7 separate regions of the Mus musculus genome follow, and regions 2, 3, 4, 5, 6 and 7 are each linked to region 1. Evidence: chromatin contacts called from public ChIA-PET, HiChIP or PLAC-seq and promoter capture Hi-C data. All regions are on one chromosome and are shown on one strand. The core of a region is the stretch at or near the end of the contact, and the rest is flanking DNA. Distances in the headings are between cores, read along the strand shown.

Region 1 (4,118 bases), core at 590-3,089:
AGATTCCGAGGCATGTCCATTACTCAGGGTAGAAATAGTCTGTCCTGACAAGCTTCCTGGAAGTTATTATCACTATGGAGCCTTTGTTAGGAATCTTTTTTCAGCTGATTTTTGCACAAGGAGTCTTTGTGGGCACAATGGCTTCCTCACTGGTTATTTCCCTACTATTTTTTCACACCAATATTTGTATCACAGAGTAGGATTCATTCCTTTCAAAAGATCTAAGTGAAAAAGGTTCCAGAATGTGTTAACTGGTCATGCAAGTTCCATTTCTCCCCTTCCTTTCAAACACCCTATACGGGACAGCTCCACCCAAGGCTTCCATATATGGCTGTAGCCACACCAACCCATCCTCATTAACAACCGGGGACCTACTCCTGCCTCACTAACCATACCTCAGCAAATACCCACCACCAGAACAAGCCAAACAAAACTAAATAGATAAACACAACTAAGCTCCTTCCCTTACATTCACACTTCACTTCCAAGTTGTAAAGTTTAAAAAGTTGAATGAAGAAATAAAGAGGAACACCATCATCTGAAATCATCTTTTTTGAAAGCACTTTCAAGCTAGCCTTCAATGATTCTAATTGTCATCCACTTCTTTAACCTATTACTAATAAACAATACGCCTCCCGTTGGGGGCATAATCAGACTGTCCCAGGGGACCCAGCGCCTGCATTAATGAAGCATGTCTGAACAATCCTAAACCCATTATTAATCTCAGGCCACTGGAGCTCTAGGTCAAACACACCTTGACACTACACCCCATTTCAAAGACTTTCACGGTCTAGAGTTCTGTACCTTCTGATCACCTGCCAACTTTCTAGTGGCCCATTTCAGAAAAGGGAGGGAGGGGCGCTCAACTGTCCCGTTACCAAGGTAACTGAAAACCGTCTGACTGCCCAGCCCCCAGAAGACGGTTTTGTTTGTTTGTTTAGGGATTTTGTATTTTGTTTTAGTCTTTTTGTTTTTTACCTTCAAGTCTTTCTTAGTAACGTCGGTGTGGGAAACAGCTCGAATGGTCCCCGACAGCCAGGGCCACTCGGCAACGCGCTCCAAGTCCCAGTTGTCCTGGCCGCCTTCGTTGCCTTCGGCTGCGGACAGACTGAGGAATCGCTTCCCCACCAATACTGGCCAACTTTCTCCGAGCGTGAGCACCATGGTTTCCACGCCAGCAGGAAGGGCTCCTCCCTGCAGAAGGCACAAAAACAAAATGCGATGGGGGGCGGCCGAGGTCGGAGGCGGCCCGAAGAGACGAAGCGCCGACAGGGACCGGTGGAGTGACACCCCCGCAGGTGGACTCCGCGCCCCAAGCTGCCACCCGCGCCTCCCCAACCCCCCAGCACTCCCCCCCGCAAACACCCCCCCGAGTGCCGCGTGACCCTCTCGCCCCAACAACTTTCGCTTTTTCCAAACCTTTCAAAGCTGGACACTGAGAGAGAGAAGGGAGGACTGAGCCGCGGCGCCAGTGCTTTTGCCTAAGTGTTCGTCCCCTCGCCCTGTTAAAGAAAAGGCTCCCTCTTAGTGCCTAGGGCCCGTCTCAGCGACCGATCCCCGCCCCGAGCGGCCTCGGAGCCGCCGTGGACTCGCTCGCGACTCGACACTTGCCGCGCCCCCGCCCCCCGCTTCCGGGCCGCCGACTCGGGCGCACCCCCGCCCGTCCTGAGCCTTGAACCGAGAAGACGCGGCGACCGCCCGCGCGGGTCCTTCACCCTTCTCCCTCTGTCTCCCGCAGCCGAGGCCCGCGGAGCGCTTACCCCGCCTCCCGCCTCCCTGAGTCACCCACGACGGCGGCAACAGAGCCCAGCCGCCCAGCCGACTCTAGCTCTGACTTGGTTCAAGAGCTCTCTCTCACAAGACACGCACAGCCTCCCGGACCCGCCCCCTCGGAGCCGCTGCCACCGATGATTGGTTGAGTCGCGGGGGATAGGCGGGGCAGCCTAGGAAATTCTACGTTCCTATTGGTTATGCTGAAGAGGGCGGGGTGAGGAAAAAAAACAATTCCTTGGCTGCCTCCTCCCTTCCCCCCGCTCTCAGCAACGACTCGAAGCCGATCCCCCATTAAAGCGCGCAGAACGCGGTCGGTAGATCCCTCCGCCGCAGCTCCATTCTTCCATTTGTTGCCTCGCGCTATGCAAAAAAGTCCCGCCGAATCGGTTATCGACTTTGAGGCCAGAAAGAAAATCGCACAGGCTCACAGATAAGACTGAATGGGGAGACCCAGGATCATGAGCGCCTATTGGATTGCACTTGAAGCGCGTAGGCTGTCGAGCGAAGACCGACCTTCCACCAGGCGGAAGAATCTCACGGGAAAGGGGCGGGGGCGGTGCACAGCCTGCGGGGGAGGGACAGCACTGGGACGTGCGGTTTCAGGCGTACGCAGTTAGAGGGGGAGGAGCGACTAGGCTCTGGGGGCTCCTGCGCACGCGCCAGAAGGGGCGGACTCTTGGAGCTTGGGCTGATGGGTGAAATGGCCGCTGGAGGCGCAGGCGCACGTGGTACTGATCATGACTGTCTAGGTCCGCCATTTTGAAGGATAAATGAAGAAAGGCATTGAGTTGCTGGAAAACGATGTTCATTAAATCTAGAGGCAAACCATCTATTCAAAACTATGTGGGATGTAGGTTTTTTAAAAAGAAAATGTAAAGTGGATATAAGATTTTTGAAACAACAAAGAAATTGAGAAAGTAGATGGAGTTGATGATAAAAGTGATAATGAAAGAGGTGACTTTGAAAGACAAAGGAGAGAAAAGATGGTTTTATGGTTTGGACCAGAGGATTCTTGGTTGAATCAAAAAATGAAATGAATAACTGAAGACTTCTTTATGAAGCCTGGTGCTTAATCTAACATCACACTTAATCTTTATTATAAAATGAATGGAAATTTAGTTTTAATAGTGTGAAAATGAGAATTCAGAAAAAATTCAAAATGTATAAGGGAATGCTATACAATGCAAATTAGTACCAGATGTTTATTTTGAAAAATATTTGGTTTGAATGTATGACAACAGAATGTTAAAGATTAAATAATGCTGAAGTTGAATTAAACTGAATTGGATTTATTATATTCAAACCATTAAGAGGTGGGAAATGGAATGAAGGAACCTATCCACTTCATCAAAAGGCAGAAATGGAAACAAGAAAAACAAAAGGAAGAAGAAGAAATTATGGTTAAAAATAAAATGACAGGAATAAGTCCATTTATATTTACAATAAATATAAATGGGTTAATTTTATAAATAAACATGGAGAGGTACTTAGTATTTAAAAAAATTTTTTTGGCATAAGAAAAGTACAGCATAAGAAACTTGAAACTATTAGGGTAAAATTTTTATAAGACTAATCAAAGGAAAGCTACATTGGCATCTTGTACAGTTATACATTATTTAATACGAGGGATATATTCTGATAAAAGGTTGTTAGATGATTTCATTACATTGATAACATAGTGTCCTTACAGAAATTACCAAGTCACTGAGAAAAACTTATGGGATCACCACTGTATATATCACATGTCACTTGCCATAATGTTGTTATATGGTATATGACTAAGAGTAAAAGCATAAAAAGAAGAAATATATTAATAAAGGATTGGGTCTATAAAATACATTATTGAACTATTCAAACTGAAGATATGAACTAAGTTAATAGTACTAAACAAGAAAGTTTTGACAGCTTATAATCACAGTAAATGCTATAAATCCATTTATCTCAGAAATAAGCAGTTTAAATTTTTAAAATGAGAGAATGTGGAGGACTTAGATCACATAACACATAATTTGGAAAATAACAGGCATAAATTCTACTAAAACAAAAGACATTTTTGTTTTAGGCATAAATTCTACTAAAACACACACATGACTTTTCTGTTTTATTCATGATTCCAGAACCAAGAAAAGTTGGAGAGATATCCAGTGTACTTTATGAACTTACAAAGTCCTATTACTAAATCTGAACAACAACAACAAAAAAACAACAAAAAATACTTACATAGATGGAAAGTTCTTTTATTTAGTAGAGTTACTAGAAAACAATCATGGTTTTTGCTGTTAACTATAATCATTATATAAAATAATGGATTTTATTTGAACATTTTCATATGTAATCCATTTTAA
Region 2 (4,118 bases), core at 417-2,916, 980 kb after region 1:
CAGAACTGAGAGGAAACAAGTCACATGATGAAAACACCTGATTTACAAAACTTAGTTTTATAAGCCCCAGCAGGGTCTATGGAAAAAACAAGATGATCTTAAAATTCTCAAAGCTCACAGGCAGATGAGTGACAGATAGCTGTCCATGAACAAAGAACTTAGGGTCCTGGAAATCCCAGTCCCCTCTTACCTTTCGTTTGTTGTGGTAAGCAATATAGAGGACAGCAACAAGAACAGCAGCGGTCACTAGATATGCAAAGAAGTGGCTGCTCTCTGCACTGGTGTTTCCAGAACTGTCCTTATAAAGATCATCCTTCTCATTCTTCATAGAGTCTGTAAGTGTCCCCTCTTGGTTCTCACTGGAGGAAGGGCCCGGCACCTTTTCATTCTCTTCTTCAAGTGGTGAGCCTTCTTCCGGCTCTGTGTCACCCTCTTCAATCTCCTTGGTTTCCACGTCTTCAGTAGGCTCTGAAGACTTATCTCCTTTCTCTGGCTTTAAAGAGAAGTCAGAGTCCCCTGCCAGTGTTTCCCCAGATTCAGTTTTGGAAGTAAGTGTTGGTTTTTGTCCTTTTTCAGTTGGCTGGACTTTGTCAGTCTTCGAAGTCTCCGTATCTGGGGAGATTTTGGAGGTGGGCTTGTCCAAATCAACTTTCGTGGACTTGCCAGAATCATCTTCTGTGGCCTTATTCGAACCAGCTTCTGTGGGCTTGCCAGAATCACCTCCTGTGGGCTTGCCAGAATTACCTCCTGTGGGCTTGCCTGAATCTTCTGTGGAGCTCTGATCAGACTTTTCCAGTTTGGGGTTGACTGGTGAGAGGGGCCGCGCAGTTTCGTTCAACTCGGCATCCGTTTTCTCGGGCTGCCTTCTGGAATCACCCAAACTGTGATCGGTCGCGGCGGTCCGCGGCCCAGATTCCGCCTTACTGGAAACTGCTGCCAAAGTCGTCTTGTCCTGGTCTTTTTTATCTGACTTCTGCCCCTGACCGTCGGTCGGCCTTGTAGTCTTTACCTGGTTAGAAGAAGGCAGGGGAGTGGAGGACTGTTTGGAAGGCTGATTCGGAGGATTCTGAGAGTCACCTGAGTCGGCGTCTCTCTTATAAACGGACGGCAGAGCTCCTGAAACAAACAGAAAAAACAAAAAACAAAAAACAGTAAGTCCTCGGAAGAAGAGAAGCGGGCTTGACTTCTGAGAGCCTAGCGGGGATGGCCGAATGGGAAAGCGGAGATGGCTAGAGCAGGGTCGGGCCAGACAAGAAAGACGCCGGCTCCCGTAGCGACCCACCAAGGTGAGGAATGGGGAACCTAAAGGGGAGAGTGAGCTGGGCTGGGGTGGGGGTCCTTACTCGCCACCGCGACACTCAGCAGGAGCAACGCAACCTGGAACCGCATCCTGCAGTCTGCGCTTCCGCCCTCTGATGACGTGAGAGCGGCGCACGAGATTTTCCCGAGCGTGGCCCCTCCCTTTCCGGCGGACTGTTTCTCTTCCGGCGCAGCCCCGCCTTAGGGGTGGGGCTACCGGGCGACAGCAGCCGTTGTCTGTGTGTTCCGGTAGAGTGCCGGAAGTCAAGTCCAGCTCTTTATTCCCCCCCAAGTCCCTTCTGTTTCTCAGCAGTCTGCGGGGCTCGGCGATCTCGTTCTTGTTCACTTGGCCTCGTTTTTCGGAAGCTGTTGCGACCGGCAGGTGCTGCGTCGCCTTCGCTGCTTATGATGTAGGGTCGTGGGGCCGGGCGCCTCTTTGTCGCATCCTCTGCTCGTGTTTCCAACCTCTCCGTTGCCGATGCTGCTTTCTCACTTCACAAACAAATGTACTCTCTTCAGCACTTGCCCATCTAGAAGCAAACACATTTCATCCTGATCCTAATCCCTTTCTTGGCTGTATCCAGGGCCCTCTGAATTTACCAAGGTTTTTGATTTCTTGTTTGTTCTTCTGAATTTCTATGTGTTTGAAACCATATTGCTATGTGGGCACCTGCTGCCTCCTGAGTGTTTGGGATTACAGGTGCCTCACCACGCCCCTGTTGGGCTATTTATTTATTTAAGAAATAAAATATCAAAGATTTACTATTTTTATTTGTGTATGTGTGTCTGCCACCTGTGTGTAGGTGCTCTTGGAGGCTAGATGAGGGCATCAGATGCCCTAGAGCTAGAGCTTCAAGCGTTTCAAACTCTGTGGGTGTTGGAAACTGAACTCTGTTCCTGTGGGAGAGCAACAAGCCCTGAGCCATCTCTCCAATCCAGGAAGTAAGGTACTTTGTTACTCAAACAGGAAGACCTTGAGTTTCTGATCTTCCTACTGGACTACTGGCTTGTGTCTCCAATTTATGTGGTACTAGCAATCAAATCGTGGTTCTATGCACACTAGACAAACACTCTTGTCTCATTCACCACATATATATTCTTTTTCTTTCCAAGACAGGGTTCTTCTGTTTAACAGAACTCGCTCTGTAGACCAGGCTAGCCTTGCAATCACAGAGATCCACCTACCTCTGCCTCTTGAGTGCTGGGGTTAAAGACATGCACCACCACACCACACAAGCAACACATTCTTTTTTTTTTTTTTAAGGTTTATTTTATTTATTATATGTGAGTACACTGTAGCTGTCACCAGACACTGGAAGAGGGAATCAGGTCTTGTTACAGATGATTGTGAGCCACCATATGGTTGCTGGGATTTGAGCTCAGTACCTCTGGAAGAGCAGTCAGTGGTGCTCTTAACTGCTGAGTTATCACTCCAGCCCAAGCAACACATTCTTATAATGCAAACAACAAAATAGAATTTTAAAAGAAATATACTTAAAAAAACTTTTTTTAGAGAGCCAGGTGATGGTGGGACACAACATTAGTCCCAGCACACAGGAGGCAGAGGCAGGCAAATCTCTGAATCAGGCCAGCCTGATCTACAGAGTGAGTTCCAGGATAGCCAGGGTTACACAGAGAAACTCTGTCTTGAAAAACAACAGCAACAGACATCTTTAGTGTCTAGGGAGATGGTTCAGTGCTTAAGAACACTGACTACTCTTCCGGAGGACCCACATTCCATTCCTGGAGCCCACAAGCCACCCGACAACGGTCTATAATTCCAGTTTCAGGAGACCTGACATCGTCTTTTGGCCCACAGTCACTGCACACATGAGGTGTAGAGACATACATGTCAGTAAAACATACACCCACTTTAAATGTGCTTGCTCTCTGCTCATCTGCAGATTCCTGTTTGCAGTCATTTCCTGTGTCCTCATCTATGGTAGTGCTGGATGGTTTAAACAAGTTGTCTAAAGTCATTTATGAACATTTGCCAGGCTAGGTATCTCATAAACAGTGATTTAACAAGTAGCCTCAACATCTATGTTCATTTTTTTTTCTTTGTCATTTTCGAGACAGGCTCTCATTCTGCAGTCATAACAGGCCTGGAACTCACTCCGCAGTACAGCAGACCTTGAACTGGCATCAGTCTTCCTGCCTCTGCCTTGGAAATGCTGAGATTACTGTTCTGTGCCACCATGCCGGGTTCTATGGTTCTCAATACTCTGGAGGTTTAAGATAGAGGATCTTTTAAATAGGATGTATTGTTATTTTATGTGTGTGGCTGTTTGGCCTCCGTTTATGCCTCTGCATTTTGTGCCTGACTGGGGCCAAAGGAAGCCAAAGGACACAGAGCCTCTGGAACTGGGGTTAAAGATGGCTCTGAGCCAGCATATGGGTGCTAGAAATTGCACCTGGGTCAGAAGAGCAGCCAGAGTTCTTAACCTCTCAGCAATCTCTCCAGCCTCAGAGGCCGAGGATCCTTTGAACAACCAAAATTTGGAGGCCAGTCTGAAGAACAAAGTAAGACGTGGTCTCAAACATATCTAAATAAAAAAGACTTTAATCTGATAAAGCACGAAATCTAGTGAGGCAGATAAATATCAGATAGATATTTGTCCACGTTTGCTGTAATTGGTTAATTTTGATTGTCCCCTTGATGGGATTTAGATTCATCATGGAGAGAAATCTCTGGGTGTGCCTGTAAGGGATTATCTAGGTTAGGTTAATTGGGGTGAGAAGACCCACTCTGTGTGGGGACATTAGTATTTCATGGGCTGGAGTCCTGGACAGAATAAAATGGAAAGCAAGCTGAACAC
Region 3 (4,118 bases), core at 899-3,398, 970 kb after region 1:
CCTCAGGAAGAGGGCTGGACAAAGACCCCATCACATCAAAAGTCTGTGTCACGAGGAGACAGCCTTCTCATGAGCGAGCACCTCTAGGTCTTAGGGGGACGGATTGATGTGAGAGAGTCAAAACAAAACACAAGGCCTGGGATACAGATCAGAGGTAAAGCTATTGCTTACCACAAGTGACATCTGGGTTCAGTCCCCACAACTGAAAAAAAAAAAATAAAAACCAGAGATCATCCTCAACATGGTGGTGTATGCCCGCATGAATGTATGCCCAGATTCCTAGAAATCTGGAAGCAGAGGCAGGAGAATCACTGTGTATTTGAGGGCAGCCTGATCTACATAGAGTTCCAGGTCAGTTAAGACTACCTAGCAAGACTCTGTCTCAACAGAAAACAAAGCAAGGGCAGGTGAAATGGCTCAGTGGGTCGAGGTGCTTGCCAGCAAACTTGATGACCTAAGTTCAGTCCCTAGAGGGACCTAGAAGACTGGTAGAAATAAAGAAGCAATTGTCTTCTGACCTCCACACACGCACCATGGCACACACCGCTCTGCTCACCCAGATAAAAACCAAAAAAAAAAAAAAAAAAAAACACACACACACACAAGGGGCTGGGAAGATGACTCAGTGGGCAGGAGGGCTTGCTTCAGGGTAAAAACCTGAGTTTGGCTCCCTAGCACTCTGGTCGATGGAATTAAAAGGATTGCTGGTTGCTGGGCCTAGTTCCACATTCAGTCAGAGAAGCAATTCTACCAACTTCAAAGGTAGAAGGCACAGAGTGACAGAACAGGCAATTTACAGTCCCCCTGATCTTTCTGTTCCTATATGGGCATGCATGCTCACACCCACACACCAGAGAGTCAGTGTGGAAAGGCTGGGACTGTAACCTAGTGGCAGCAAAGGAGGCTCAACCCCTGATATCGAGGGGGAAAATGAGAGTGGATGGTTCTCACACAACTGACAGTCATACTTCACAGACTCAGAGGACTAAGTCAGTGGGGAGGCCCTCCACGGAGCCAGTCCTCCACTAGGGGACTATGATTTACATTCCCCAAGGACTGACTGCCAGTAACAAACAGCTTTTGGGCTCGACGCCTGGCTGCCTGTGATCTAGAGAGGATGGTGGTAACGTCCTCCCTGAAACACCCCAGGAACTAGCTCCCCCCCCCCCTCCCCAGAACCTCAGCATCTACCTCTCTTTTCCTTTCCTTCCATCTCGGCCTAAATGACAGCATAAGATACACACACATCAGATAACCTGGCAGGGTCACAGGTAGGACTGACAAAGTCTCGGGAAGGCTCTCCTGTTACTGTGGGGAAAACGAACCAAGTAGCATAGAAGCATGACCTGCTTTACATACCGGACTGGAGCACCGCTGGGGCCTAAAACAAGGACAAAACACTCAAAGTTACGAAGTCATTCCTCCTGATAGTGGGTACCTGAGGAAATGGGCCTCCTATACAAACAAATCCCTCTTAAGTCAAGTACGTATTTCAGACCTACTTTCCTCAAAGGGCAACATTAAGATGGTAGGATATCTAGACTGTCTGCTGGAGCTTAAACTCTCTGAAAAGCTGATTTAGAAGCTGGTGCGTCCTTAAATGCAAATAAACACACAGGATGATCCTTGACTTAGTCTTTCTTGAGGCTTGTCCTAGGTGGCTTGCACTTTGAGAGCCTGATAGAGTAGTTACGATTAGGGGAATCCACCTAGGGATAACGTCGGTGTGAGGCTGCCAGTCCTGGGCTGACACAGGTTTAGGAGAGCTCCTGTGCAGGTCTCAACAAGGTCTCAACTCAGATACCCAGACAGAGGCTGTGTGGGCACAGAAACTTTGTCACTGCTTGGAAGAGGAGAGGGGAGGAAAGCAATGAACTGCCTCCGAGGTTCCAGCGAATCCAACACGGAAAAGGCACCAGAACCCAGGTCTTCTCTGCCTCCCAGACAGGATCTCTCTCAGACCTGCAACTTTCATCCTTGTTGTGGTCCCGCGGTGACCATTTCCACCAGACATCGTCCTCCTCACCCTCACCTCCCTCACCAGACCCCTTGCTCACCGGACGCGTCCCCAGCGTTCCGGTAAGGGGGGGATCCCACATCCCCCTTTTCGCGCAGCCGTGCAGTGTCGCCTGTCTCGCGCTAGAACTACATTTCCCATTAGGCAATTGAACTCCTGCTCTGCAAAGATCATACGGAGGTCCATAATGGACAATCTTCATCAGTTTTGAGCAGGCGTGAGTCAAAATGCTTCGGCTCCTCCAAGTCTGGTATTACTCCAAGGACGAACTAGAGGGGCGGGGCCTCAGCTATAAAAGCCGAGCTCAGCGGGGAAAGGACGCGGTCTTCCGAGCCCTGGCAGCAACATGTGGATCACTGCTCTGCTGCTGGCCGTGCTGCTGCTGGTGATCCTCCACAGGGTCTACGTGGGCCTTTACGCTGCAAGTTCCCCGAACCCCTTCGCCGAGGATGTCAAGCGACCGCCTGAACCCCTGGTGACCGACAAGGAGGCTAGGAAGAAAGTTCTCAAACAAGGTCAACTGATGGGTTTCAGGCCTGCTCTCGGGCCTTCTGCTCATGTCTCCCCATTAGTAAAGTGCTGGGAAAACTTCTCTTGCACACAGAGGTTCCATAATTTAGTGTTCTTTGCTTCTGAAAGGGTGCAGGCATTACCCTTGGCACGCCAAATTCCAGCCCCGCCAGTTGGAATCTTTTCAGCTCACGGCTTACACAGAATAAGAGACCTTTCCCCTACTTGGGTCTGGAGCCAACTTTTCCCTATACTTCTGTGCATGCTCGGGGGCACAGGGAAGCAGCACTGAAAGTTTTCCTAACAAGCGGGTTGCAGGCAAAATGTAGTCCAGTTCATAGAACTGAAGCTTGATAATAACTTCGGAATTTCAGTACTGGCTAGGGATAAGAACTCCACTCTCCAGTGAACCATCTCTAAAGCACGTGTAGAGTGCTCCCAAGGTTTGTGTTTTTGAGACTGGTCTCACTTTTGTACTGGAGTTGGCTTTGAACTCTCTTCGCAGCCCAGGCTCAAACCCGGAGCAGCCCTCTTCTTCTGTCCCCAGCATGATGAGATAGATTACAAGCATGCACCAGCATGTCTGCCTTTCAACGTTTTACGGAAGTGTTGGAGCTGGGCATAGTGGTGCAACAATTTAATTCCAGTTTGGACTACACAATGAGACCCTGTCTAAATGCACACATCAAACCCCAAAACAACCAAAACCCCCAAATGCAAAACTTTCAAAAAACAAACAAGGATCACCTCTTTGACCTCCAGGAGCCTCTGACTTGTAAATTTTAGCCAAGCCTAGGCTAGCCTTAACTGCACTATTTTTTGGGGACTGACTTTGAACTCCTGATCCTTGTGCCTCTACTTCCTAAGAGGCACCACACCCAGTTATTTTATTATTGTTATTGTTTGTGGATTGGGGGAGAGGCAGGTCTCATACTTGTAGCCCAGGCTAGCTTATAACTTGCTATACAGGACAAGTGTGTCTCAAATTCACAGTGATTCTCCAACCACCATCAGCAAGAGATTACAAATGGTGGGATTACAGATGTGAGCCACCATGGCTTGGATGGAGATTTTTTTTTTATTTTATTTTTTTTAGTTTTTAGTTGTTTGAGACAGTGTTTCTCTCTATAGTTCTAGATGTCCTGGAACTTGCTATTGCTATATAGACCAGGCTGGCCTTGAACTCACTGAGATCCTCCCACCTCAGCCTCCTGAGTGCTGAGACTAAAGCTGTGAACACTTGGCCTTGGGCAATGATGTTTAATGAGCAGATTTACTGGACATAGTGGCACATTCCTGTGATCCCAGCGCTGGGGAGGAAAAGACAGGTGGATCTCTACATAGGGAGTTCCAGCCCAGTTAGGGCTACATGTGTAGTGAAACCGTGTGTCTTAAAAAACACGAATCAATAAAATCAAAGAAAGTAAGTAAATAAAGGAGGAAAGGAAGTAAAAGACTGGGAGAAAACAACAAATCCCAGGTCTTGTGTTGACCGTGCATTCCAGTTTGGTTCTGTGAGGTTCCCGGCACACCAACCTTCCTCCTTTTCTGAGGCTGGTGCTGTGACCTCTCAGAGTAGCAGCCTCTGAGC
Region 4 (4,118 bases), core at 1,147-3,646, 920 kb after region 1:
TGTGTGTTATAAAACACCATGCTCAAAAGCAACTTGGAGAAGAAAGGGTTTATTTCATTTTACACTTCCAGGTAACAGTTCACCACTGAGAGAAGTCAGGGCAGGAGCCTGGAGGCAGGAGCTGATGCAGACGCCATGGAGGAGGGCTCCTTACTGGCTTGTTTCTCGTGGCTTGCTCAGTCTGCTTTCTTTTAACATCCAGGACCACCTTGCTCAAGGATGGCACTGCCCACAGTAAGCTGGGCCCTCCCATGTTGCTCAGTAATCAAGGTGATGACCCACAGACGTGCCTATAGGCCAGTCCTACAGAGACATTTTCTCAATTAGAAAACCCTCTTCCCAGATATGTCTAGATTTGTGTCAGGTTGACAAAACTCAATAGTGTAGTGTAATTTATCTGTATATTCAAATGTGAGTGCAGTGCTCTCTGTGGCCAGAAGAGGGAGTCAGACCCTTAGAGTTGGAGTTGCAGGCCATTGTGAGGTGCCAGATGTGGCTTCTGGGCACCAGACTCCAGTCTTCTGGAAGAGCAGCAGTTGTTCTTGACCTCTGAGCTGTATCTACCATTTCAGGGGACATCTTTCAGGAACCATTTTGTCCTTTTATTATAGGTTCTGAGGATCGAACTGTGGCCATCATTGCAGAGCAAGCATTTTTACTCACTGAACCGTCCCAGTGACTGCATTTAATGTTGAGAAAACAGTTAATTCTCTCTCTCATGGTATTTTAGCACACAGAACACATTTATCTAGAAGGCATGGGGGTGTACACTGTAATCCCAGTCCTCAGATGGAGGCAGGAGGATCACACATTTGAGGCTAGCTTGAGTTATGTCTTCAGGCTCAGTCTCAAATGAGCAAGCAAATACCAACTCCCCATATCCACTCTGTGCTCTGTTTTCTCCAGGCTTTCCCCTAGCAGCCTCCGAGATAGGTTAGGCTGGTCTGATGGTTGGATAATTAGCAAGCTTGCTTCGGTGCTACCTGGGCCAGGGCCATGACTCTGAACACTAAACTCTATGGCTTAGTGGACTTATGGATCTGACTGTTGACTAACATTCTTCCAGGATGGGCCTGTCAGGGTCCCTGGACATTGAGTCACCCAACTGTAGCTGCTCCTTAGGTGCAAATATTCCTGAACCTCTCAACCTGTGAGTCATGAATCATTTGGCAAAGTTTTATCTCTAAAGTATTTACATTACGAGTTATAACAGTAGCAAATGACAGTTATGAAGTAGAAGGAAGATAATGTTATGGTTGGGGGGGTCACCACAACATGAGGAACTGTATTGCGGGGTCACACATTAGGGAGGTTGAGAACTGCTGACCTAGGGATTAGGAGGGAATAAGAGCCTCCTTGACTGAGCGTCCTGTTTTCTATGTGACTTCGGGCTGTGCCCCAGGGTAAGGCTTTCCTGGGGCCAGCAAGTTAGATCAGACTGATTCTATATTATGGTCCTGTGACTGTGCGAAGGGAGCGGCTGTTGCTTTGGGTTGAGCTTGAAACCATATGCCCTCTGTCCTGGAACTCAAGAGATCCACCTGCCTCTGCCTCCCGAGTGCTGGGATTAAAGGCAAGAGCCACCATGCCTAGCTAAGGGGCATAGAGAGACTTCATGTTTCAAGACACCTTGTGTGGTGCCTCATTACATGTAAATCACTAGTGTTCAGGAAGCAGAGGCAGGATTCTCATAGCATTGAAGCCAATCTGGGCTACAGATTTAGTTTCATAGCAGCCTGGGTGCCAAAGTGAGACGCTGTCTCAGTAAAACAACCAAACAACAGTTGGTCACGATGGTGCACTTTTGTGATCCCAGCATCCGGGAATCAGAAGGGTCAAGTGTTCAAGACCAGTTTGAGCTGCCTTTAGAGGCTAGCCTGACTACATGAGAGCTTGTCTCGAAAACAAAACACCAAAATGAACACACATACACACACACACACACACACACACAGAGAGAGAATGTGTCAGGGCCTCAAACACTCTCTTGGAACTTTGCTTCAAAAACAGACTGGTTTACAGAGAGATTTCCAGGACAGCCAAGGCTACACAGAGAAACCCCGTCTTGAAAAACCAAAAGGAGAAAGAGGAGAAGGAAGGAGGAAGGAGAGGAAGAGGGAGGAGGGGAAGGGGAATGGAGGAGGAGGAAGAGGAGGAGGGAGAAGGAGTAGGTCATCATCACATGTACTCAGGGCAATGAGACAACTAGTCAGGGGGAGGAGGAAAAAGTAGTGTAGGGCCAGTGACCCAACCCAGGAAAAGTGACTAACCAGCCACAGCAGGGCCTGAGCAGACTCAGGCCTCTGCCGGGGCTAGTGAGTGGAATGGGACTTTCCTTGCTGGTCTGACTCTTTAAATTGTTCAGAATCTGCCTTGCCCGAGGCCGCTGTGATGAGACCTAGTCAGGCTTTAACCTCCCAGTGACCATGTCTGAGAAATAGCAGCCTTCCATCCGCATGGCCCAGCCTTGGAGCTGGCTTTCCTGAGCCCTTAGACTTCTGAGTACTGAGCCTCCCCATGGGTGGGGCAGGTGGGTGGGGCAGCCCAGTGGCGAAGAGGGAAGTTAGAAGCTAGCTATCGAGGGGCAAGCTGAGACGAGTTTGAGAAGAAAAGGCCCGTGGAGAGGTAAAACTGGGAAGGGCTCTGTAGAGAAGGGACTAGGACTCTCATGAGTGGGTAGGTGAGGGCTGGCTGCTAGGGTCCGGGAACAGGTGGGAACGGTGTCCCCAGGCGTAAGTCAGCTCAGGTCATTAGCTGTAGTTTTGCAGCTGCAGAGTCTTGAGTGGGTGTGGGTGGGATGTGTTCTAGCTGCTGGGGAGGAGCTGAAGGGTCTGGGCTCATCCTGGTCTGTAGGAGGTGGTGTCAGACCTGAGAGATCCCCAGAAGCCATCAACCTGTCGGGAGGTGAATTCAGATCTGGTGGTGTCTGTCCCCAAGATAGCACTATCCTGGGCCCAGACAACTGGAAGGAAGGGAACTGAGAAGGAACAAGGTAGGTTCAGCTACTTGAGGGACAGTCAGCCAGCCCCCAGTTAGAGGGTTGGCTGGGGACCAGTGTGGAGAGAGATGAAGGTAGAATCTGGGGGTGTGGGGAGCGGGATCTGCTTTGGCCTGTCCTGGGGGTTCAGAGCCACTGCTGTTCCCACTTCTAAGAGACATTGGCCACAGTCAGAAAGTCCTGGGCTTCTTGAATTGGCCCTCTATTTCCTCCCTAGGGCCGCTATTTCAGCTCACACTAACGGGGCGGATATGGTCTTTGAGGGGAAGTGACCTGTTGTGAGTCAGGGTCCAAGAGGGCAAAAATAGCCCCAGTTTTCCTCAGTACTGGGCCACTGATGCACATTGATAGGATCAAGCATTTTGTTGGAGGTAGGAGTGGACTCCACTTCTAAGCCCCCAGTGTGTCCTTAAAAGGTATTCTAGCCAGAGTTAGCCAGCAGGGCACACATCCTCCCCCCCACTGCTCACGACAGTCAGATGGGCCTCGTTGCCCTCTGGCTTTCTGCTTCAAGGCTGCTCCAGGCCTTGCCTGGATGTCGAGATCCTAAGCAATCCCGTTGGTTTTCATCTAGTCCAGTCATTGGATCTCAGCAAGTTAGGACAATCAGACACTTTTCCGGGCACAGTCAGGTGTGTCCAAAGGTCCATAGGCAAACTCAGCTTCCTGCTCCAAAGGTGCTTTCATGTCTCGGGGAGAAAGCCAGCCCCTAAAACTCATCACATTGTGGCACAATGGGGGAAAACGGAGTCCTCAGCAGAGGTGGCCAGCTGTGATGTAGCTCAGTGGTAGAGCATTTTCCAGCTGTGCCCTGTGGCCCTGGGTCTGGTTCCCGGCATGCTTCCCGTTCCCAGTGAAAGACACAGAGGCTGCCTGTGAGGTGGTGAGTTTCCCACCACCAGAAGCATTCAAGAGGAGGATGGCGAAGTGAGCCACAGAAGAGGGCTCGTTCGTGTGCGCTAAGGACTATCTAAGCACTAAAGCCTCTTCTAATGCCGGTCTGTGATTATGTGACGGTCTGATGGGGAGGAAGTTGGTCTGTGGTTTCTTTGGGTATGATGGCTCCCCACTTCCTGAACCTTCTAGGTAGGCCATAAGGCATGGACTACTCCTCATGCTG
Region 5 (4,118 bases), core at 1,036-3,535, 810 kb before region 1:
AACTTTAGTCTCTTAACTATATACAAAATACTATTTTCAGACCTGATTCAACAACTAAACTGCTAGCTCTTTAGAAATCTCTTTCTATAGGCTCCTCGAAACCCAAGAGAGCTCTTTTGCTCTCCTTCCTGATGACTGTTTTCGTTTGCATCCTGCCAGCTGCTTCTCCGTGGTTCCTGCACGCCCAAAGTGAAAATCTCTCTCTCACCCAGAGCTCCTTCCATGAAGCTCTTCCAAGCCAAAAGAGTGCTGAAAGAGACCTTTACAGTGGGGTAGCTCGAGGCCATCTAACTGACTTTGCCTTTCATCATAGAGCAAAGACCACATGACCTCCATCTAGCAACAAGCCTTAAAATAGACAGGAATTTTCCATTCTTTAGAATTCTTATCTATGTAGGCTTTTAGAGGCACACCCAAACTGCACAATTTAGGACATACCTAACTGCACCTGATAAATGCAATGTGTTTCTAGGCTTTCATGTTTTGCTAACAATTTGGTTTTCTATGTATAATAACCAAATATCCTGTAACATCAACCAGAATAGACAGGGTCTCTCAAGCTTATTTGTCCATGGGAGGTGTATAAGTTTTGTGGACTTACATTTCATGTAACACATGAACTGATGGCAAAGCAATGGTCTTTCAAATATAGTTTTCCTGGGCTGGCAAGATGGCTCAGTAGGTGAGGGTGCTTGCCACTGAGTCTTGTGGTCTGAGTTTGATCCCTGAGACCCACCTGGTGGAAAGAGGGCTGACTCCTATAAGTTGTCCTCTGATTTCCATATGCATGCTATGGCATGCACAGCCACAAACACAGGCGCACACACACACGTACACACAAATTAATTAATGTTTTTAAACAGTCATTTTTCTATTATCCTCCAGGTTTAATCCTTTCTGCTTTCTTTGCTTAGAGAACAAGACTTTAGTCTGAGAGTCCCCGCTGTGACCCTTCCCTCTCTCCAGCTGGATCTCCCACAGTCTCCGTTTGGTTGCAGCAAATTTGCTGGGTCTGGGGCCCAGGTCAGTCTTTCACTAACAGAAAGCGTTAGTGGCTTTGCTGTGGCACTAAACACTTTCTGTCCAGACATCCTGTTTTGGTGTGTATGACAAAGTGCTGTCAGAATGCTAAAAAAGAGGTTTGCTGGTGAGATGGCTCAGCGGTTAAGAGCACTGACTGTTCTTCTGAAGGTCCTGAGTTCAAATCCCAGCAACCACCTGGTGGCTCAAAACCACCCTTAATAAGATCTGACTCCCTCTTCTGGAGTGTCTGAGGACAGCTACAGTGTACTTACATATAATAATAAACAAATAAATCTCTAAAAGAAAATGCTAAAATGAAATAATTAGACCTGTTCAGTTCACTGAGAGTCTGACAGTGGTAAAAGCTTATCCTACACTAAGACATCTAAAGGACTTTTCCTGAAGTTTCTTTCTGGTTTTGGTTAATTATATGCCAAATTTGGTTAATTATATGTTATACAGAAAAGCAGTTATAGAGTTCTCCTTCAGCCACCAAAGAAAAATTATAAACAAACGGCAACAACCTCAAAAAGAGGCTAAAGCTGTAGCTCAGTTGACAGAGTGCTTGCCTAACAGGCCTGAAACCTTGGGTTCAATTCCCAGCACCCCGTTAACCAGGCATGGCGGCACACACCTGTAATTCTAGCACTGGAGAGGTGGAGATGGGAAAGGACCAAAGCAGAAAAATGGGAGTCCCACACCCTCAACACACACTGAGAAACAGCCAAAAGCTTGCGTAGAATGAAGTGGGCAGGGTTGGTGGGGAGCTTTATTAGCTGTGAATACCAGCAGTCGCTCCTCCACTGGCCTCGTCCCAGAGAGATTTTTCTCTCCCACCAAGGAACCCTCACCTGCCTTTGACATCTTCCTTTGACATCTGCCTGCCTGGCCGAGCAGCTCCCGTGGTACCAGGAAAGCATTCCCTGTTGTCAGGAATGTGGGAGGCCAGTGTTGTGTATGAAAATACCCGTCTTTTCAGGTCTAAAGGTAGAGTTTTCCTACTAAACAGCGGTTCCCAACCTCCAAACTAGCGGAAGAGAGGTGAGGATCAAGGAAGTGGCCAGGGGGAGGGGGCATATACCACCTTCAGCCTCTGGGATCTCACTGTCCCAGCTCTGCTAGTCCCCCTTTGGATAAACTAGAAAATAATGCAGAGTTCTCTAGCCCCACCCAGGAACAACAGCCACAGCCCCGCCTCAGGCATTCCAGAAAAACACAACTCAGGCTAGGTCAGATGAATAGGACAGAAGCGGAGCTTCAGGGTCAGGTGACTGTCACCGTGCGGAGAACGCAGCTCCTCAGCCAATCAGAATGGATGAGCAGCGCACAGTTCCTGCTTCTGAGCCAGCAGAAAGTCGCCTTTGCAGCGGCAACGGGAACCCAGGAGCTGCAGACTGATAACCACAGCAAGGTGTGGGGATATGTGAACAAGATCAGTGCAAAGTACGGCCTGTGTTTCTCTACACAGGACAGAGGTTGTCTGCGTCAGTTCAGTTTTCTCTCTGATCGTGGTTGTCGCCGAGGTGCTGAGTGTGGGGACTGACCATACTGTTTTTTCCTGGAGACTCTATACTCAGTGTTAGAGAAGGGTGGAGGCCCCGGATCCTCATTTCAGAACAAGTCCAGGCAAATACCGTTCATGTTAGTCATGCATTTATTTAACTGTCATTTACAGCATCGAATGTTTAATAAGTGTATACTAAGTGACAGGTGGTAGCTGAGGACCTGGAGCCCCCATGTCATCTACCTGTTCATCTTCCTGAAACAGGATGTGGGCTATGCCACAAGACAACTCTGACGCAAAGAGAGGTTTGATCCCTCGTACCACATAAACCAGGTGTGATGGTGCAGGCTGTAATCCCAGCTCTCAGGAGGTGGAAGCATAAAGATCAGAAGTTCAAGGAAACCAACAGCTATAGTCAGCCTGGGTATGTGTGTGTGTGTGTGTGTGTGTGTGTGTGTGTGTGTGTGTGTGTGTGTGTGTGTAGATTGTCATTTTCTTTTAAAAGAAACACCATATAATATATACCATATATATCATTATATATATATATATATATATATTGAGCCCAGGTTCCCTGGAAGAGCAGCCAGTGCTCTTAACCACTGAGCCATTTCTTCAGCCCTGGTATTTGACATAGTCATCCTCCCACTGTTTCTCTATAGGAAGATACCCCTCTTCTACCTTCTGTATGTGGTCATGAGAGGACTGTGACCAAGCCCTGCCCCCTTCAAAATATACCCATAACCCAAAAGCTAGGTCCATTCCTCTCTCTGGGGAATTTCTGTTCACGGGTGTGACATTAGTGCCTGTTCAGTTCCCCAAAGGCTATTATGCTGGTAGGAAAGCATGCAAGCGGGTGAGATCACAATGTCAGATGAGAGCCAGAAGGCCAGACGGTACTCAGGGGTTCAGGCTGAGACTTCTGTAACAATTCACTCTTGTGGGAGATAATTCTCTTATTCTTGTCTGAGGGTGGTGCCCATGATGACTCGGGGCTGGAGAGCTGGAGCAGCGGAGCCCTGGCTGCTCTTCGAGAGAGAAGACCTGGGTTTGATTCCCAGCACCCACATGAAGGCTCACAACTATTTACAACTCCATTTCCTGGGGATCTGTTGCTTCTGGCCTCTTCAGGCATGGCATGCATACAGTACACACACCTGCACTCGGGCGCACACACACAAAGAGAGAAAATAAAAATAAATAAATACATATTTTTAGAAAACCTCCTACCAAGCCCACCTCTTCAAATTCCCACCATTTCAATAGCAGTATACGATGGGTCAGGCTTCCAACCTAGGAATCCTCAAGAAAGTACCTTATATCCAGACCATGGTGTGTTCCCTTTAATTCTGTGAGGTACTTATATTCTTGCAATAGTCTTAAATTTTTTTCTCTAAAAGTTGTAAGAGTTGGTTTGTATGGCTTGTCACAGAAGAGCTTTGACTAATGTTCCTTGAAGCCTTACAGAAAACTATCCCAGAATAGTGTAACTACTACCAGCCACAAAACTAGGACCCCACCACCACCACCACCACTGAAAGAAAATTCTATTGTCCCTTGATTGCAGTCACCTCCTCCGGTTTGCAAAAGG
Region 6 (4,118 bases), core at 1,060-3,559, 810 kb after region 1:
CAGAATTTAACATTTAAAAGGATCCTAATAAACATCGTAATACCTGGTCTCCTGCACCAATATCTTCCTCATTCCGGTCAAGATGAACACCTTGGGCAATATCTGGTGACTGTTGTTCCAAGGCAACCAACACATTACAAGTCTTGTAGTCAAACCCTATAAAACAAGGTGTTCCAGTAACCTTCCTTTTATCTCCAAAATGTTAACAGTAGTGCTGTGCTGCTAGAAAGCTGGACATGCCAAAGCCAAGTGGTCAAGCACTTCTTTAAAAGACCATATTCACATAATTCACTTACTGCCCCCTCTATGGTTTGGAATAAGGTCTCTAACTTGGCTGACTTCAAACTACAACTAAGCAAGCAGCCAACTCCTGCTTTGACACCCAGAAGTTGAGTTTACATCATCATGTCTGGTCACACTATTGATGAGAATCTGTCACTTTATTTGTAGGATAGGAGACTGCTTTTACACTATGTGTCACATTTTAGAGGATATGGTGTAACTATGTAGAGTCAAGGATTACTAGGAACATTCCAGAAGTCTCTCCCACTAGCATCATTTTTGCAGATTCTGTATCTGCAAAAATGAGTTCACAGGGGGAAAAAAATCTTTAAAACATACCTTTGGAAGAGTCATCATATCCAATGTGCTTTATGGCTTCACGAACCACTTTCTGGTAATCAATGGCAGCTCTGGATGTAATTTCCCCAGCAAGAAGAATCATTCCAGTTTTAGCAACAGTTTCTAATAAAACAAAGTTTTATACTTAAAATATTAAGGGGGGGGTTTTTGCTGAGGAACTCAATCATGTTATATAAGCTGTATCACTGGGCTTGGCTTCATGTTCTGTTTTTCAGATAAGGTCTTAGTAAATTACTCACATAGGCATTTAACTTGCTACCAGCCTCAACCTCCCAAGTAGCTGGTATTACCTATACCACAAAACTTTGCTTCAAACGCCTTTTTTGCCATTCATAAACAAGTGCTCTGTACCTACCACAAGCCACTTTAGCATCAGGGTCTTGTTGAAGGTGTGCATCAAGGACAGCATCACTGATTTGGTCACAAATCTTATCTGGAAAATAAAAGTTCCTGGTTCAACTTAACTATTACTACTAACCCTATCTCATCATGTAACTAGCAGTTTATGTGCAACCCAAGAAGCAAATATAGCTATGAATTTGTAGGTGACAGAAGCTTGATGTAAAGTTATAGTAGTATTTGCAAGGTGAGAGGGAGAATCTCCAGTCTTTTGTTTTTGAAGACATGTTTCTCTGTGCAGCTCTGGCGGTCCTAGAACTTGCTCTGTAAACCAGGCTGGCCTTGAACTCAAGAGATCCACCTGCCTCTGCCCTTCAGATTAATCAAAGTCAAAATGATTTATTTTGATATCTCAAAGCCTACCATAGGAAATAACCTCACAGTGTATTTTAGAGACAACTGTTCTTTTTATCCCCCACATTTAAAATGTTACAAACCTACTAAAGAGCCAACTGTCAGGTCATTAACTTCTTAAAACAGTCCATTTCCCCTATTATTAGACAATAGGGAAATGAGATTTTTTTTTTAACCATGAAAATAAATTTAACAGAAGAAACACCAGCAAACAAAAAATGCAGTAATTTTTTTTTTTTTGAGACAGGGTTATAGCCCTGGCTGTCCTGGAACTCAGAAAAATCCACCTGCCTCTGCCTTCGGCTCCAGGAAACTTTCAAGTGTGCTCTAAGCCATATCCAATTTCTCCTTGATTCATCAATTTAGAAAATGGCAGTATCCTGGTCTGGAATGTTTGTGGTATTGAGACAGGGTCTTACACGTGGCCCAGGCTGACAAACTAAACTGCTTCCATACTTTAAACGCTGGGATTGTAGTAGTTAGTGTACCACTGTGCTTGGCTCTATGTTCCTTGATTTTTGTTACTACCCCAAAATGTGTATTGCAGCCACAGAACCTTAAGATGGAATCTAATGGCTGTACTAAGGAGTGATTCAATAGATATGGAGATACTCCTTTCCTTGAGGGGAGTGTGGGAGGAGCCACAGCAACACTTGTCTTTCAACCATCACTCATCAAGATGCTCCTCACAAGCCATGTAATAATATTGCTGTGGACCCCCTGCGAACGGAAACAGCTCAAACTGAATATTAGTATTTACTAAATGGTTATGTTCCATCTGAAACCCAAAGTCCATATAATAGATTCATTATAACCGATCTCATCATGGCGGTTCAGTGGACAAAGCCTTAAGGAAACATGAAATAAATCCTCCTTTAGTTGTAGGAAAAAGACCAAAGGGAAGACTTTAAAACGAAACCTAACGCGATGGGAGTATACACTTAATTCATGCACTTCATCCTTTTCAAGCACACTCTAAATAAGGGATGCCTTCTCTAATTCGCGCTATATTTAGTCAGTGGCAGTCTGTCACCTTGAAGGCTAAAGGGCATGTCTACCCATGCTCTTAAGCGTTTTCCAGGGGCCGGAAGTCAGGGATATTAGAGATGGGACCTTCGGAGACACCAGCCCCCACTTCCAAACTAGGGGTCGGGTGGGTAGAGGCCGCCAGCTCCGCTTCGCCCCAATTCCACATGCGGCGAACACGTGGTAGCCGCTGCAATGCGGGGCGCGCGCTCCCGGCGGCCGGACGCGAGCACGCGGGGCGGGGTCGCCCACTTGAGGTTTTTCCAGGCGACGGGACTAAAGAGGAGGAAGCAGTGCCCTCCCCGCGCCGATCTCAAAACTGCCTCGAGCCCCCGCCCTTCTCGATTTCTGGAACCTTCCGCATGCCGGGGCGCGCCGCCGGATGAGGAGCGGAGAAAGGGGGAGGGGAGCGGGGCCGCACATTGCAAACTCGCGGCGCCACGAGGGAAGCGCGCGGCCGCTGCCATGCCCACCGCCGCCGGAGACGGCCTCGACCACCCCCAGCGCCACTGCCCTCCGCCCTTCCCTCCTCCGAGTCCCCGTCGGCTCACCTGGGTGACCTTCCCCTACAGACTCGGAAGTGAAGAGGAACGTCCCCTCCTCAATGAACGCCTCGTGGAAGCCGTTGAGCTGCCCGTTCATGGCGGCGGCGGTGAGAGAGGGCGACTCTGAGGAGACTGAGAGGCGGCGAGGCGGAGGGCTGCGGAAGACACAGAGGGAGGATCGCTTCAGCTCTCGGCAGGCTGGAGACTCGGAGCGAACGGAGCGGCGGGCGAAGCGGCCCAGTATTTATAGAGCAGGGGGTCGCGCGCGCCCGGCTCGGGCTCCGCCCCTCGGCGTCGCGCGCCAATGCGCCGCGGGCGGGCGGATGGGGGTTGGCAGGGAGGTCCGCCGAGCCGAGCTCCGGCTGAACCATTCTACCGATGGGGGGGGCGAGCAGAGCTAACCGGGCCTCCTGCCAGTAGTTAGTCATCTTGATGGCGTGGGTTAAATGGAGATGTAAGTGAGTAGACTTGGGGTTTACGCCCATCCCCACGTTGATTGCTGGAGAAGAGAGGATTTGGATTTGAAGGACGGCCTCCCCTGTACGAGGGTATGGTACATCCCTCCGACCGTTGCCCACGGAGGTCTGCCGGCGCGCGCGCCTCCCAGCGGCGGCCGTGGCGGTGGCGGCCGTTTTGTGCTGTGGCTCTCGCCGAGGGTCTTTCCTGCCACCACCACCCTCCATTCGCCACCTCGTGCACCAGCGCCGGGTGGCCCTCTGCCATGTGAAGGTGGCCATGTTGACTGGCCAGCGGAGGCTAATAGGCACTGCCCTTATCCATCCTACACGGTTCCCTCCGGGGAACGAGAGATTGTGAGGGGTTCTAGCCCTACCGTTAGTCATGCCTCGAGTAACTGCTCTGGGGAAAATGGCTGTAAAGCCAACTAGCAGGAATGCTGTATTGTTTTTCCGAACAATTGCCACTTGCCGGCGGCCTCCCCTCCCCCCTCGCCGAGCCTCGTGGACCCCCGTAGTCTGAGACGGTACTAGATTCTTTTCTATCCTAAATCTGACTTTGCATGGCTTGGTTTTCCATGCTTCCTAGGAAGAAATGGACGTTCCAATCTGTTCGAGAGAATATGAATGCTTCTTTCGTGTGTGTAGGGGAGGGCGCTATTCAAGCCTTCAAATGTGCTTCAGATGAGCTTGTCAA
Region 7 (4,118 bases), core at 765-3,264, 750 kb after region 1:
AGTTCTGCATCAATCTGATCTACATGAGACCTTGTCCCCCAAAACCAAACAAGCAGGCTAAATAATTTTTAGTTATTTATGGTGGGGCTGGAGAGGTGGCTCAGCATTTAAGAGCACTTGCTGCTTTTCTAGAAGATCTGGGTTCCTAGCACCCACTTGGCGGCTCACGGGTGCCTAAAATTCCAGTACAAGGTGAAATTCCCTCTTCTGGCCTCCACAGGCACTGCACACACATGGTACCCCGCACACATACATGCAGGGGAAAATTCATACACATGAATAAAATCTTTTAAAATGATCTATGGTGCTAGGAAGATGCCTCCATAAATAAATCCCCTGTTGCACAAGTTTGGGGACCAGAGTCTGACTCCCTAGCACCCACATAAAAGCCAGGCAGTCTGCCTGTAATCCTAGGGGCAGGAAGAAGGGGCCGGTCCCAAGGACAAGCTGGCAGCTAGACGAGACAAACTGGTGAGCTCCAGGTTGAACCAGAGATCCCGTCTCCAAAAATAAAGTGGAAAGCTGTTTAATAAGACACCTGACATCAGCCTCTGACTTCCACATGTATCTAAACAGGCATGTGCCCAGACACGTGAACAAGCGTGCATACCACACATGCAAAAAAATATTGCTCATTTCCATCTCTCATTTTCATCTCCTCCATCACTGTTTTGTGCTATTCCAATGGCAAAAAAGAATTTTTTTCTTAAATCATTTTGACTGAATGAGTCCCAGTGAAGAAAAGGGAAAGGAAAGGGAAATCAGTTGGGGGTGGGGGTATATATGGTAGTCAGAGGGATGGGATGCAGGAGGAAAGAGCTGGAGACAGAAAGGGGGACAAGGGAAGAAGAGATAGATGATGGAGCTGGAGACAGGCTGAAGGGATAAAATTAATGCATCCCCCAGACTCTGAACCCCCAAGGTTCTCCTGAACAGCCAGATAACCTAACCTGGCGCAGCCTTCTTTTCAGAACTTCTCCTCAAGAGCTGAGAGCCAGTTGAAAGACCATCTCTGCCCTGTACTCTCGGAAGTGGGCTCTCAGCTCCAGCCCATTCTCAGAGCCTCCCTCGGTTTCCTGGTGTGGCCTCAAAGCTTAGGGCTACCTTCCTGCCACACTTCCCTTTCCTGCCTCCAGTTCCCTAGAGATGAGGCCATCCAGGCATTGCCACCCCTAGCCAGGCCACATCCATCCCATCTTAGAGTACTAAACTTGCTTCCAGTCTGGCCACCTTCCCAGGAGCCCTGGAAGGTGGGATCCAGGCATCAGTGGTCCCTGACACTTTTGTCTTGGAAATGGCAAGTCTGCAGCAGGAGTGAATGTAGGTGACTCAACTCATGATTATGTTACTAGGTAGAGGTTAGGAAAGAGTCAGCAGGCTGGGTCACAGGGATAACTTCATGGAACTTTTATAGTAAACAACTTATTTTCTCTTTTCCCCCAGGGAAGTGTTTATCTGTCAGCACGTCAGCACGGGGCCTCTACCAGGCATCTGCTCAGGTTTCCAACCCTTGGGCCAGCTCTGGCTCCTCTTAGCCTGGGGAAGAGCTGGAGAGGTCATCGCATTACCTACCACTTCTCAGCAAAGGGTTCTGAGTGCCTGGCAGCAGCGACCATAAACATCTTCTTTAACCTCTCAAGGACCCACCAAGGTAAGTATTGCTGCCCCTACTTCACTGCGCGGAAAAGGAGGCTCGTGGAGGTTAAGTAACTTGCCCGGTATTGCCGGGAGCTGATAACTGCTCCAGGAGCGTGGGAAGCTGTAGCACCGCTCACTCTGCCCCGACGGGGCGCACTCCGAAGTCTCCCTCCCCGGTTGCCTGCAAAGTTGGGGACTAGTCCGTGCGACCAGCGTGACCTATGCCCCTGGGGTTCAGAATCCTGCTTTTTGCCCCTGCACAATCGCCCTCTGCCCCTGCCCGTCTCACCATTGCCTCCGCAGCCGCCGCCGCTGCCTGCTCGCCGGCTCCGATTCCTCTGCCCCGAGCGGCCTCAGTGCCCGCGGCCCGGGAGGAAGCCGTGGGGCGGGGCGGGCCCGCAGCCCAAGAGGGAGGGGGGCGCGCCTTCTCAGAGGTGCCCGTCCCGGGCAAACCGAAAGCGGTGACAGGACCCGTGGGGCGCCTCCTACCGGGCCACAGGCGTCCGATTTCCGATGACACCCCAGCCTGGTGAATTGGGGACCGATGTCTCTTGGATCTGGGGCTGCATCAGGAGTTAGCCCAGGAGGCGTCATTCCGTCATGCAAAAAGCATCTGTGGGAGCTATGTGCTGGAGCTGACATGAACAAGCCAGAAGTATTTGCCACCTTGGTGAGTGCGTCTCACCCGAAATTAAAAACACACCAACCACTCCAAAGTTCTGATTATTTACAGACGGAACAGGCAGTATTCTGAATACATTGTATGTCACCGAGTTATACCCTTAAAAATGGTAAGCTAGGGCTGGTGAGATGGCTCAGTGGGTAAGAGCACCCGACTGCTCTTCCGAAGGTCCGGAGTTCAAATCCCAGCAACCACATGGTGGCTCACAACCATCTGTAACAAGATCTGACGCCCTCTTCTGGAGTGTCTGAAGACAGCTACAGTGTACTTACATATAATAAATAAATAAATCTTTTTAAAAAATGGACTCGCGTTGTGGAAAGAACCAACTCCTGCAAGTTGGCCTCTGATCTCCATACATTGGGGGAGGAAGATTTTTAAAATGCTAAAGTGTTGCAGACATTTCTGTGAGCTAAAAGTCTCAATGGTGTGTGGATGGATCTCAAGTTTTGAACCAACAAGAGGCAGAAGAGGCAAAGGAGAAGATGGGAGCCAGCTTCCAAAGTGGTACTCAAGCAGAGACCATCTCTTTTGGATAAGAATAAAATACAAACTACACAGACTGTCTTGAAGAGTTTCACAGCATGAGTTTAGGACAGAGTTGCAAGCTGCTGCAAGGAAAACAAACAGGTGTTGCCCAGCCTGAGAACACACACTTTCTCTTAGATTCCTGGTGTGGGCCTTGCGGGATGGTCCTCTAACAGGTGAGGAAGATGGAGTTCTTGACGAAGAGAGATGCCGAGGAAACTGCGGCTTTTCTTGCAGAACTGGGAACTGAGAAGTCCTTTCCTTAATCTCATTGGCCCGTCCCAGCCTCAGGCCAACTTCAAGGTTAAAATGAGGTTGTTTGTAAAGAACTGTGCAAAAGGTGCAGAAAGCCTGAAGACTTGTAAAGGATACGCTGTGCTCTGAATTCCACAAAAAGCTCACGGAGGAATATATTAAGTGGTGCTGTTTTATGTGCTTAATCGAAGGCTAAAATGTGAGACCGCAGAGACGGCTCAGCAGTTAAGAGTCCTGGCTGCCCCTCCAGAGGACTGAGGTTTAATTGTCAGCACCTACATGCCAGCTCACTACATGCCAGCTCACTACATGCCAGCTCACTACATGCCAGCTCACTGCGGTCTGTTAACTCCAGCTCCGGGGGATCCGATGCCCTGTTCTGGCCTCCAAGGACACGTGTCACACATGGTCACAGTCACACATGCAGAGGAAGCATCTTTACACATAAAATAAAAATAATTTAAAGAACAAAGAGTTTTTAAAAAGACTTTAGTTTTAAGGCAAAAACTCAATTGTAAATGGATGCTGGGGATGGGCTTGCCTGTTTTGCCCCAAGCCCTGGGTTTGATGTCCCGCATCATACAAACCAGACTTGGTGGTAGATGGCAGCATCGGCGAGCCAGCAGCAGAAGGGTCAAGGTTCACAGCCATGGCCTGCTGTCTAATGAATGTGAGCAGTTACTACATGAGAGCCTGCCCGAAGACAAAATAAAACAAAACCAAACAGAAAACTGAGCTGGCTCTGTAGCTATGGTTGTGATCCTAACACTTAAGAGGATGAGGCAGGAGGATTGACTGAGTTTGAGACCAGCCTGGGTCATATATAGTAAATTCCAGGACAGCTTAACCTAGGCTTCAAGGCTACAAAGTAAGACTTTGTCTATTAAAAGAAAGAAAGAAAGAAAGAAAGAAAGAAAGAAAGAAAGAAAGAAAGAAAGAAAGAAAGGAAGAAAGGAAGAAAGAGAAAAGAGAAGAAAACAACAGAAAAGAAAAGAAAGGAAAAGAAAAGAGGAGA

The links. ChIA-PET counts read pairs in DNA pulled down with a chosen protein or histone mark. HiChIP or PLAC-seq counts read pairs in DNA pulled down with a chosen protein or histone mark. Capture Hi-C pulls out chosen DNA fragments and counts their contacts.
Region 2: a contact with region 1 is called in a promoter capture Hi-C map of liver, with 5 times the contacts expected there. The contact joins the promoter of Tgoln1 here to the promoter of Kdm3a in region 1. A contact is called at or near these places in 3 of 484 Hi-C or Micro-C datasets (CD4 T cells, muscle stem cells and neutrophils), 3 of 115 datasets of contacts at active chromatin or transcription factors (astrocytes, bone marrow-derived macrophages and pancreatic cancer cells) and 1 of 9 other capture datasets (liver).
Region 3: a contact with region 1 is called in a promoter capture Hi-C map of liver, with 4 times the contacts expected there. The contact joins the promoter of Elmod3 here to the promoter of Kdm3a in region 1. A contact is called at or near these places in 1 of 39 promoter capture datasets (neutrophils), 3 of 484 Hi-C or Micro-C datasets (CD4 T cells, muscle stem cells and uterus), 1 of 115 datasets of contacts at active chromatin or transcription factors (astrocytes) and 1 of 9 other capture datasets (liver).
Region 4: an HNF4G HiChIP or PLAC-seq map of pancreatic cancer cells shows a contact between it and region 1. The contact joins the promoter of Capg here to the promoter of Kdm3a in region 1. A contact is called at or near these places in 1 of 39 promoter capture datasets (neutrophils) and 2 of 115 datasets of contacts at active chromatin or transcription factors (memory CD8 T cells and pancreatic cancer cells).
Region 5: a FOXA1 HiChIP or PLAC-seq map of pancreatic cancer cells shows a contact between it and region 1. The contact joins the enhancer-like site here to the promoter of Kdm3a in region 1. A contact is called at or near these places in 2 of 39 promoter capture datasets (maxillary cranial neural crest and pre-B cells), 1 of 484 Hi-C or Micro-C datasets (the Ba/F3 cell line) and 2 of 115 datasets of contacts at active chromatin or transcription factors (extraembryonic endoderm stem cells and pancreatic cancer cells).
Region 6: an RNA polymerase II ChIA-PET map of memory CD8 T cells shows a contact between it and region 1, with 54 read pairs. The contact joins the promoter of Particl here to the promoter of Kdm3a in region 1. A contact is called at or near these places in 1 of 484 Hi-C or Micro-C datasets (cardiomyocytes), 2 of 115 datasets of contacts at active chromatin or transcription factors (astrocytes and memory CD8 T cells) and 1 of 9 other capture datasets (liver).
Region 7: an H3K27ac HiChIP or PLAC-seq map of microglia shows a contact between it and region 1, with 5 times the contacts expected there. The contact joins the promoter of Vamp5 here to the promoter of Kdm3a in region 1. A contact is called at or near these places in 3 of 115 datasets of contacts at active chromatin or transcription factors (astrocytes, microglia and thymic regulatory T cells).

What each region holds. Positions count from the first base shown.
Region 1 is chr6:71,631,078-71,635,195 of GRCm38.p6, forward strand. It overlaps Kdm3a (lysine (K)-specific demethylase 3A), which reads right to left and starts at 1,840. Exons shown (of 27, transcript NM_001038695.3): 1 at 1,761-1,840; 2 at 1,420-1,502; 3 at 979-1,194. The coding sequence starts at 1,164.
Region 2 is chr6:72,615,334-72,619,451 of GRCm38.p6, forward strand. Tgoln1 (trans-golgi network protein) reads right to left here and starts at 1,667. Exons shown (of 4, transcript NM_009443.3): 1 at 1,344-1,667; 2 at 191-1,116. The coding sequence starts at 1,389.
Region 3 is chr6:72,596,265-72,600,382 of GRCm38.p6, forward strand. Elmod3 (ELMO/CED-12 domain containing 3) reads right to left here and starts at 2,149. Exons shown (of 12, transcript NM_001253692.1): 1 at 2,058-2,149. Retsat (retinol saturase (all trans retinol 13,14 reductase)) reads left to right here and starts at 2,338. Exons shown (of 11, transcript NM_026159.5): 1 at 2,338-2,532. The coding sequence starts at 2,364.
Region 4 is chr6:72,546,877-72,550,994 of GRCm38.p6, forward strand. Capg (capping protein (actin filament), gelsolin-like) reads left to right here and starts at 2,397. Exons shown (of 10, transcript NM_001042534.3): 1 at 2,397-2,625.
Region 5 is chr6:70,822,351-70,826,468 of GRCm38.p6, forward strand. No RefSeq gene overlaps it. Among named protein-coding and RNA genes, the nearest start is that of Gm30331, 9.6 kb to the left of the region's middle. Within about 2 kb of position 2,286, at least 344 of the 459 cell types and tissues checked have an H3K27ac peak or open chromatin away from gene starts, as enhancers often do. A contact at or near this core is called in the Ba/F3 cell line, extraembryonic endoderm stem cells and pancreatic cancer cells, where this site is marked.
Region 6 is chr6:72,436,374-72,440,491 of GRCm38.p6, forward strand. It overlaps Particl (promoter of Mat2a antisense radiation induced circulating long non-coding RNA), which reads left to right and starts at 2,310. Exons shown (of 1, transcript NR_046011.1): 1 at 2,310-4,118. Mat2a (methionine adenosyltransferase II, alpha) reads right to left here and starts at 3,183. Exons shown (of 9, transcript NM_145569.5): 1 at 2,973-3,183; 2 at 998-1,075; 3 at 622-744; 4 at 44-156. The coding sequence starts at 3,063.
Region 7 is chr6:72,378,454-72,382,571 of GRCm38.p6, forward strand. Vamp5 (vesicle-associated membrane protein 5) reads right to left here and starts at 2,015. Exons shown (of 3, transcript NM_016872.4): 1 at 1,928-2,015. The coding sequence starts at 1,930. It overlaps Gm52494 (a long non-coding RNA gene), which reads left to right and starts at 829. Exons shown (of 3, transcript XR_003956310.1): 1 at 829-1,320; 2 at 1,444-1,651.